Linked DNA regions of Anas platyrhynchos: region 2 is linked to region 1. Evidence: chromatin contacts called from public Hi-C data. All regions are on one chromosome and are shown on one strand. The core of a region is the stretch at or near the end of the contact, and the rest is flanking DNA. Distances in the headings are between cores, read along the strand shown.

The links. A called contact is a pair of places that touch in the nucleus more often than the background predicts.
Region 2: a contact with region 1 is called in a Hi-C map of skeletal muscle, with 1.5 times the contacts expected there. The contact joins two enhancer-like sites. A contact is called at or near these places in 3 of 8 Hi-C or Micro-C datasets (liver, skeletal muscle and small yellow follicle).

Annotation. Positions count from the first base shown.
Region 1 is chr16:10,915,717-10,919,742 of IASCAAS_PekinDuck_T2T, forward strand. The region is part of intron 3 of ARVCF (ARVCF delta catenin family member); the gene reads right to left. Among named protein-coding and RNA genes, the nearest start is that of ARVCF, 120 kb to the right of the region's middle. Within about 2 kb of position 2,030, at least 2 of the 8 cell types and tissues checked have an H3K27ac peak or open chromatin away from gene starts, as enhancers often do.
Region 2 is chr16:10,961,475-10,965,500 of IASCAAS_PekinDuck_T2T, forward strand. All of the region lies in intron 3 of ARVCF (ARVCF delta catenin family member), which reads right to left. Among named protein-coding and RNA genes, the nearest start is that of ARVCF, 76 kb to the right of the region's middle. Within about 2 kb of position 1,712, at least 2 of the 8 cell types and tissues checked have an H3K27ac peak or open chromatin away from gene starts, as enhancers often do.

The sequences.
Region 1 (4,026 bases), core at 780-3,279:
GCCTGATATTACTCTTTAATGTTTTAATGTTTACATTTGAATATTCCTGCCTTTTAAAGACATATTTAATAATTACCTGACGTTATACTGACTGAGCTTGCAACAGTCAAACACATCGTATAAAGAACAACTGAGATGCCCCTTTACCTACAAAGGTGCACAAGGCAAGCTGAATTTTTTTTTAGTGTTTCTCTTGTATGTACTACTAGAAAAAAACATAGCCCTGTTGGTAGAGCAATGGAAAATTAAGGAAAATTATTATGAAACTGAATTTGTCATTCAAATTAAATGATTTTGATTTAAACCTTGCAAAATTCCAGGCCCAAAAGGTGTGGAAAATTATTCTCACTTGCACACTTCTTGGCAAACAAAGTAAGAAAATCTTTGCCTTTCAGTTGCTTCCAAAACCTCATTCAATAAAAATTCACACAAAACAAAAGAAGGTGAGGCTTTCCAAGTCAAATGAAACTGCAAAAATATTTCTGAGATGATTAGGGAAAATGTGGTCATTGCTTTGCACTATTGTAATCATTAGCATAAGGCAGTTGCTCTCCTGCTGACAGACATTAGATGGCACTTTGGAATTTTGCAGTTCCCATACAAAGTTTGAGAGCACGCACTTCAGAGAGGAAGTGTGAGACGTGAAGGTGGGCTACTGTTGACTATAGAGAGAAGAAAGAGGTGTTTCGCAAAGGCATGCATCTTTGAGCTAACGCATTTTCAACCACACATGTAAAACTATAAAATAATATGAAATTGATTTTTGAAAAAAATCATTCTGTTGGAAATAATAAAATAATTCCTTCCTCACCAGACAGACGAGTTTCTCAGTTGCTTGGTTCCCTGTTTTAATTTTCAAATGATTCCTTTGGGATCTACTTTTTAAATTAGCTTTACAGACAAAGTTTTAAACAAACGCTTCTCAGATAATGCATCAGCTTTTGAGTGGATTTTGCTGCATGCCAACAGAGCTGAGTCTCAAATAACTCTAATAAGTGGGGTTTAGGTGTTCCCTTACCAAATCCCTTCGGGAAGGAACATCACAGGTTCTGATGGATTTGGTCAAATCTTCTTAGCTGTAGCTGAAATTTATGCTAATATTCCCATTCACTTTTATATCCATGTTTTTGCCATCTAAGGCCTTACACATGAAGACTGAAGAGCAATCATAAGGGAGAAGCTATAATGAGAAAAAGAAGAACCAGGAATTATAAATTCTCACAGAAATACTACTTGATTCCATCTTTCCGAGGCTTCCAACTGATATACACCATGACGAAGGCTGCATAACCCCTTTTCTTTTGTAGCCTTGTCCCATCACATTCCTCCTGCAATAGTGGAAGCAGGTTCTATGACTTCTCTTGGAATTTGGCTAATCCCAGCAGAAAGGCAAACAGCAGGAGCTTCTTGAGCTCACAGGAGCGCAGTAGTTTTACTGTCACTTTGGAAGCTCTTTTTTTAGAACACCTGCACTAATTCCAAGAGAGCTAGTGCTCTGGCTGAATTCCTGTAAGATGCAGGCTGGCTTAGCAACATTGTCATAAGCGACCAGCAGTACTTTGCCTCTGAGAAGCAGCATCTGATGCTCCCAGTTTCTACTGTTGCTGAGCTATCAACAAAAGATCCTGACTCTCACTGTAAACCTGGAGCTGCTGCTTTCACAGAGACGGGACAACGTCCATATAATAAAAATAAATAAATAAATAAATAAAGGAGACAAAAGCTCTGACCTCCAAGCTAAACTTGATGATATTGTTCCCAGCACAGCAGAAGCTGGGTTAGAACCATGCCTCATGCATGGCAAGAACCATGCTCCCCTGGAAGGCAGCTGAGTAAAGGCTCCTAGTTCCTAACTGTGCTGGGATTCACAGGTACAGCGATTCCCCCTCAACTCACACTGAATTCTGACCCAAGAACTCAAAGACTCATTCTCCCATGGGAATCATATTCCCAAGTCCCCACCCCCTGCATCCTTTGAATAGTTGCACATAGGCAGAACCTGAAACCTGACCCTGGTCATTCCTAGAAGTTCAGTAAGACCACTCATACGTACTGAATTTACAGGATCAGGCTAACGGCATAGCTAGTGCATGCATAACTGCACAGTGATCTGCAGGCCAAAAGAAAACAGGAGATGAATTACAGAGCTAGAGGAGCAAAGCGATGGGGCACCAGCAGCTGGCTGGGGAACAGTCGTGGCACAGCTCTGACACCGAGGTCTGTCTCATCCATACCACACCCTCAAATCAGAACTTACATTTCAATGGTCTCAGATGGATTTATAAAAGAATTAGGACTATCCCTAGGAAGTCTTTCACATTTGCGATCTGCTCAGTACCAGTACAAGTGGAATGTGCACAGGTTAACTACTGACGATTTTTTTCCAGGTATTTGGCATCGTATCAGGAAATAGCAGGGAGCTGTCATGAACCTACAGCCTTGTTGTCTGTACCTGACCTTACCTGTAAGGCAAGCAATGCATGTCATCTTCCATGCTGTCAGTCCCTTAACATGAGCACAAATATATTATATAACCAAGGAAAAAATGCTCTACAGCCAAGAGGCACTACAAACCAAGTAATTAAATAGAAGTTTAAGCAGAGATGAAACTGCATTCTGTATGCGGGGGGGGGGGGGGGGGGGGGGGGGGAAGCTGAGCACTCAGTGCTGCTCATATCCCATTTTCCTTTCTTCTCTGCATATATTCTAACATACGTACAATACTAACGCACCCATGTTCTTACTGTCAAAGCACTGGAAATAGTCTTTATGTTCTAACAGACCACACTATGTCAGTGTGGAGCAAAGAATCTCAAATAAATCTAATAAAATACAGACAGAAGAGTTATTGTTGCCCAAACTGCAACTTAGAATGGTTAACTTAACGGTATTTTCTTAGAAATGCAACTTGAGCTAATCTTGTATTTTCCTTCATTCTCACCATGTGTTCTGGTGTGCTTTAGAGTTCACCTTTTACTGGAAACTGACCCTCAATTCACAAACTGTCATTTTTGGCAGAAGTCACAGGTACCTCAGATTAACATACAGATTGAAGAATACTGGTGCTTAGTTATGGCTAAGAAATAACTCAAAAAATAATAAATATATATATATAAATAAAGGAAAATGTGTTTGTCAGTTTTAAAAGAGATGCTATTTTTCTGGAAAGTAAGTTGAAATATAAAGGATCCAAATCTTAACTATGAAAATATTCTGCAGCTTTGTTCCTTAACTTGATTTTCCTTGAACAGGAAAACACATTTGCAAAGTGAAGAAAGCCCAATTTTGTATTATTATTAAATTGGTGGATTATTGGCATTTCAAGATGTCCTTCTGGGGTATTATTTATTGGAAGGATGTCTGTGGGTTTTTCTCCTCACAAGGGTGTTAACAGAAACAAAACGAAACAAAACAAAATAAAACAGTATGCAATTTCTTTCAAGTTTGCTCATTCCCACTCTTTCCCCACTGCCTGCCTTCCTTTCACCTCTGTTTTGTTAATACCTTGGCTAACACAAAGTTAAGGAGCATCTGCACCAAAACTATGCATCAATTCATGAAGAATCATGGTCATAGATATACCATACACATATATATGTATGGGAGAAACATATGGAAAAGCATTTGTCAGTGATAGAGTTAGGACACTAATTAAACAAGATAGATAATTTTTAGCCTGTGTTTATTACCATACCTCAAAATGAACACATAATCTAGGCAGCAATAAAAGAGACTGATTCAAAAACCTCAACACTTGAATTATTTAAATTGTTTTCTCCTGGTCTGTATTTAAACAGTATTTTATTGGGTGTTTCCTTAGTTCAGAAAGAACAGCTTTTGCATCATTCTAACTTCACCACTTGGAGGACGCCCATCTCTAAAGGGCACAAGCCACTAACACGACTTACACAAGATGCATTTGTAATGGTATGTCTGACTTCACCAGGCATCATACTACTTATGTTATTTCGGTTTAAAGAACAGCAGCTAAAACAAACAGAACAAAACAAAAAAATAATCTGTACT
Region 2 (4,026 bases), core at 462-2,961, 45 kb after region 1:
AATTTTTTTTTAAAGATCTTCTCAGATCTTCCTATGTTCTTTCTTTTTTTCTGGGTCCTTTTCCATGCGTTTATTTTGGCAGAGGGCAGTGTTCCTTTTTTTTTTTTTTTTTGGTCTGAAGTTTAAGAACGTTACAGAGTGGTTTCATTCCTATCCCAAAAGCACACTGAAGCAAAAATAAAACTTATCGTAGAGAGAATCACTGAATCATTTAGATTGGAAAAGACCTCTAAGATCATCTGGTCCAACCTTTAGCCTAGCACTGCCAAGTCCAACATTAAACCATGTAACCAAGAATGGAAGTATGCATGAAAAATGTAAGGAAGCATGAAGAATAGCCTGGTTTGTTGCTCTTCACAATTAAGTCAGCTGCTAGCTGTTAAATTTGTAGCAGTTGCAATTAAAAGTCAGCAGTGAAAAACAGATGCCACAGTATTTCCCTTTGATTTGCCACAAGTACTTCAGGTTATAAAACTATTTTGCAGTAAGTCTCCATAAACATAACTTTGTGTGTGTGTGTGAGAGAGGGTGCTGTACAGATAAGGGTTTGATGGGCACAACAGCAGTGATAAACACTTACGCATATACAAAATCAAGCATAGTTGTTACAAAAGTTAGGAAAGGATACCGACACCCTCTTACTTGGTTAGGGAAGTAGAAAGTTAGAGCAAAATAAAAGTAACCAAAGCTGTCAAGCTGTATCCAAAACCGTGAGACTTAAAAATCACACTTAAATTGAGATAATTGAACTAATTTTAGAGGACAGAAGTATACTTTTTCTTGGTTTAGAGAGGAATGTCCCCAAGTGGAATTCTGATCGTTTTATATTTCCATTTCATTAAAGAGGATGCAGTTAAATCAAATGGGGTAACGTGGGCACAGTGTTCATCTTGAATCATATCTGGTAATATAAGTTACCCAGTCATAACCTTGAAATTTTATTTCTCCCGTCACTGTAAAATTGTGTAACATTCACTTTGTTCCTTCTTTATGTAAAACTGCTCTTCTGAGTCCACCTGAGAAAGAAATCAGATCATTAAAAAATCCTCTTTATACAGAAACACGTGAAGAAAGCTGAAAATGCCATTCTAAGTGCTGTGTTTTCCTTTCAGTTTATTATACCAATTTATTCAGACTCATTCACCATAGGCAGCCCTTGGACTTAAAATTTCTCCACTCTATTAATAACCATACTGCCTAGAACAACAGGTACTACTACAAATTCTCATTACACAGAGAAATATTCCCCTTTCTACTTGAAATTTATGCATAAATGTATAGACTGTGTCAAAATTTACTCTGAAGAACAAGCTGTGATAGTTAATGTGCTTCATTAAGTAATGAGAAAAGAACGGACACAGATTGTGCTCTGTGCTCATGCCATCAGTCCTACTGGCATCAGGGGAACTGCCACAGGAGTGCTACTGCCCTGAAGCCATGGTTTGGAGGGCATGAAGTTTCATGCTACAGTATCTAAAAATACGTAGAAATTGGAACAAATTCAACTTCAGCGCAAGAAGACTGGCTATTTCAGCTATTCCAGTACTCCGGACTTCTACCCTAACAGTGGCCAATACCTGATGCCAAGGAAAAGTACAAACAAACAAAATTACAGTACTGCTTTCTCAGGATAATGTTACACACAGAAGGAAAGTAGCCTGCTATCCTAGATAATGAATCTCGATGTTCTACTACAGCAGTAGAAAACATCTATAGCACAGCCCAAACACTACAGAATAGCACAACAAGCATTTCTCTCAGCTCCCTGAAACATGGCACAACACTGTGGTTTGCAGCCAGACCCTTGCACGATCAGTCTTTCCATCAAATGATCCCTCCTGCAAGGAAAGGCAGGAAATTATACAATCCACAGTAGATTGTAAATTACAAATCTGGGGGATGCTTCTGAACACTTTTGAGTACCAAAGGTATCAATTTTCTACATATTTCTTATTGTATATTATACTAGGTTTCTCATGGAGAAATTGGCAGTGTCTTCAAGTTCATCCTTCGTCTATTCCACCACAACACTGCACTCAGAGCTCGCTCAGCTTTTTTCTTTTTATCTTCTCAGTATTGTGTCAGAAGCTCCCATGACAACCTGAGAAGCAACAGAAACTTGAGGCAGATTTTGGAGTACACCGCATTTATCGTAAGCGAAACAGGGCTAGGCCATATGGTCCTACATTTTAATGTGATGTAATCTAAAACTAGTTTTTATTTACTTCGTACAACCTAATACAGTCGTTGTCTTTACAGTATTTTGCACTTCAGATGGGTCTTCTAAAGCTGTTTTGCCTGCAACCAAATTTGTTAATTTGTTCTGGAAGTTCTCCAGAACAAGAAACGGTACGCTGCAAACTCAAATGTCCCTGGGAGTTTCATAAGGTAATAGAAATAAAGTTGTAAACATAACCTTGACTGCCGCTCACTTCGCTATGATGAAACTAATCTAAGACACCCTCATATAGTACGTCTCTGGAGTGAGTTAAGTGAGTCCTTCTGTTTCTGTAAATACAGAAGAACCAAGTTTAATTAAGCTGACACAGAGAGAGTAAGTTTACATCTAGACTCCCATCCTTCAAAATAATTCAAAATCTTCAACAGTCAGTTATAAAAATCTGTCTCTAAAACCTAAATGCATGCCTGGTCCATGACTAGGGATCATTGGTGCCCAGCATTCATACCTATTTTGAAAAACAAAGTGACAATACAGGGTAAAAAATAAATCACATCGCAATTTTTATAGGCTAAATCGCCTACTTTTTATAACATACATATATATTGTATTTTCATCATAGACAGTGTCTAAGATGACGTGGTTATTTCCTACAGGACAATGCTGGAGAACTACGAACTTCAGTTCAGTTTTGGCCTCTCATTTAACACTGATTGCTAGCTGTTTATTCTATCGCTAAAATCAGGATCATTCAGACATTTACTGCAACCGTCCCTGCAAAAACTTGTTGGATAGTGCCTTGAAGATGTAAACAAACAACAGAAAACTACTATTTAATCATTAAAATTGTCCAGTAGTGAATAAACTACTGCTAGAGAAACAGACACCAAATGCCTGAAGCAGAATCTCACTTGTTTGGATGGTTTACTAGAGAGATTTAATTGACACACCAGCAGGTTATTTTGCTGAACTCCCTGCCTGTACTCTGGTTCTGCTCACAGACAGATCAATGATCTTCAAGTCTTGTTCCCGGCCTCTGTGGCTTCAACATATCTGACTGTGCAAATTATTATTTTATCCCTTTTGATTTCATAAGCTAGCTGTGTTACGTACAATATTGTCATAAAGAGATATTATCTCCTCTTTTAATAATTCAATAGAGCTTATAATTAAGAATTATTTATTAATATCCCTGTACCTGCCAAGCCATTAACCCCCACACACAAACACACACACACAAAAATCAAATGAAATATATCTGCCAGAAAGATGTTAAGACAGAGGAGGATGAAAGCTTTCGCAGTCAATATTAAGGCTTCACTTTTGTGGTGGTCACTTCACATTTTTTGGTCCAACTGCCATGAGGAATGTCAGCCCTTAAGAGCAAGCAGCCTACCTTAGAGACCGACAAAAATGTCAAGCCTTTCTTTGGGTTAATGCCTGGAATTGCTCCAGCTCTGGTTACCCAGTGGTGTATGGCAGCAGGCAGGACAGCAGTGGGAGATGTCGCCTGCTCTGGACAACACGTGCCCTCTCCTGGCAGATCCAAGCAATGTTCCAGCATGGCTGGTGCAAGCCTGGATGGAAAAAAAATCCACCTCCACAGAATTCATCTTTTTTTTTTTTTCCTCTACCAAATTCTGTCACTCTTGTGCAAACAGAACAGCAAAAGCAGGTTAGAACAGGACATAAGAAATGCTGCTTAATATTAAACAGCACAGGTTTATCGATTAATGCCTTGAAGTAGGTTTCACTGGGCAACCCTGGTAAGTCTGGGTAGATCTGCTTTGAAACCACTCTCCTTTGGGAAAGTGACTTACTGAGTGTCAGCAGAACCTCTGTTGTGC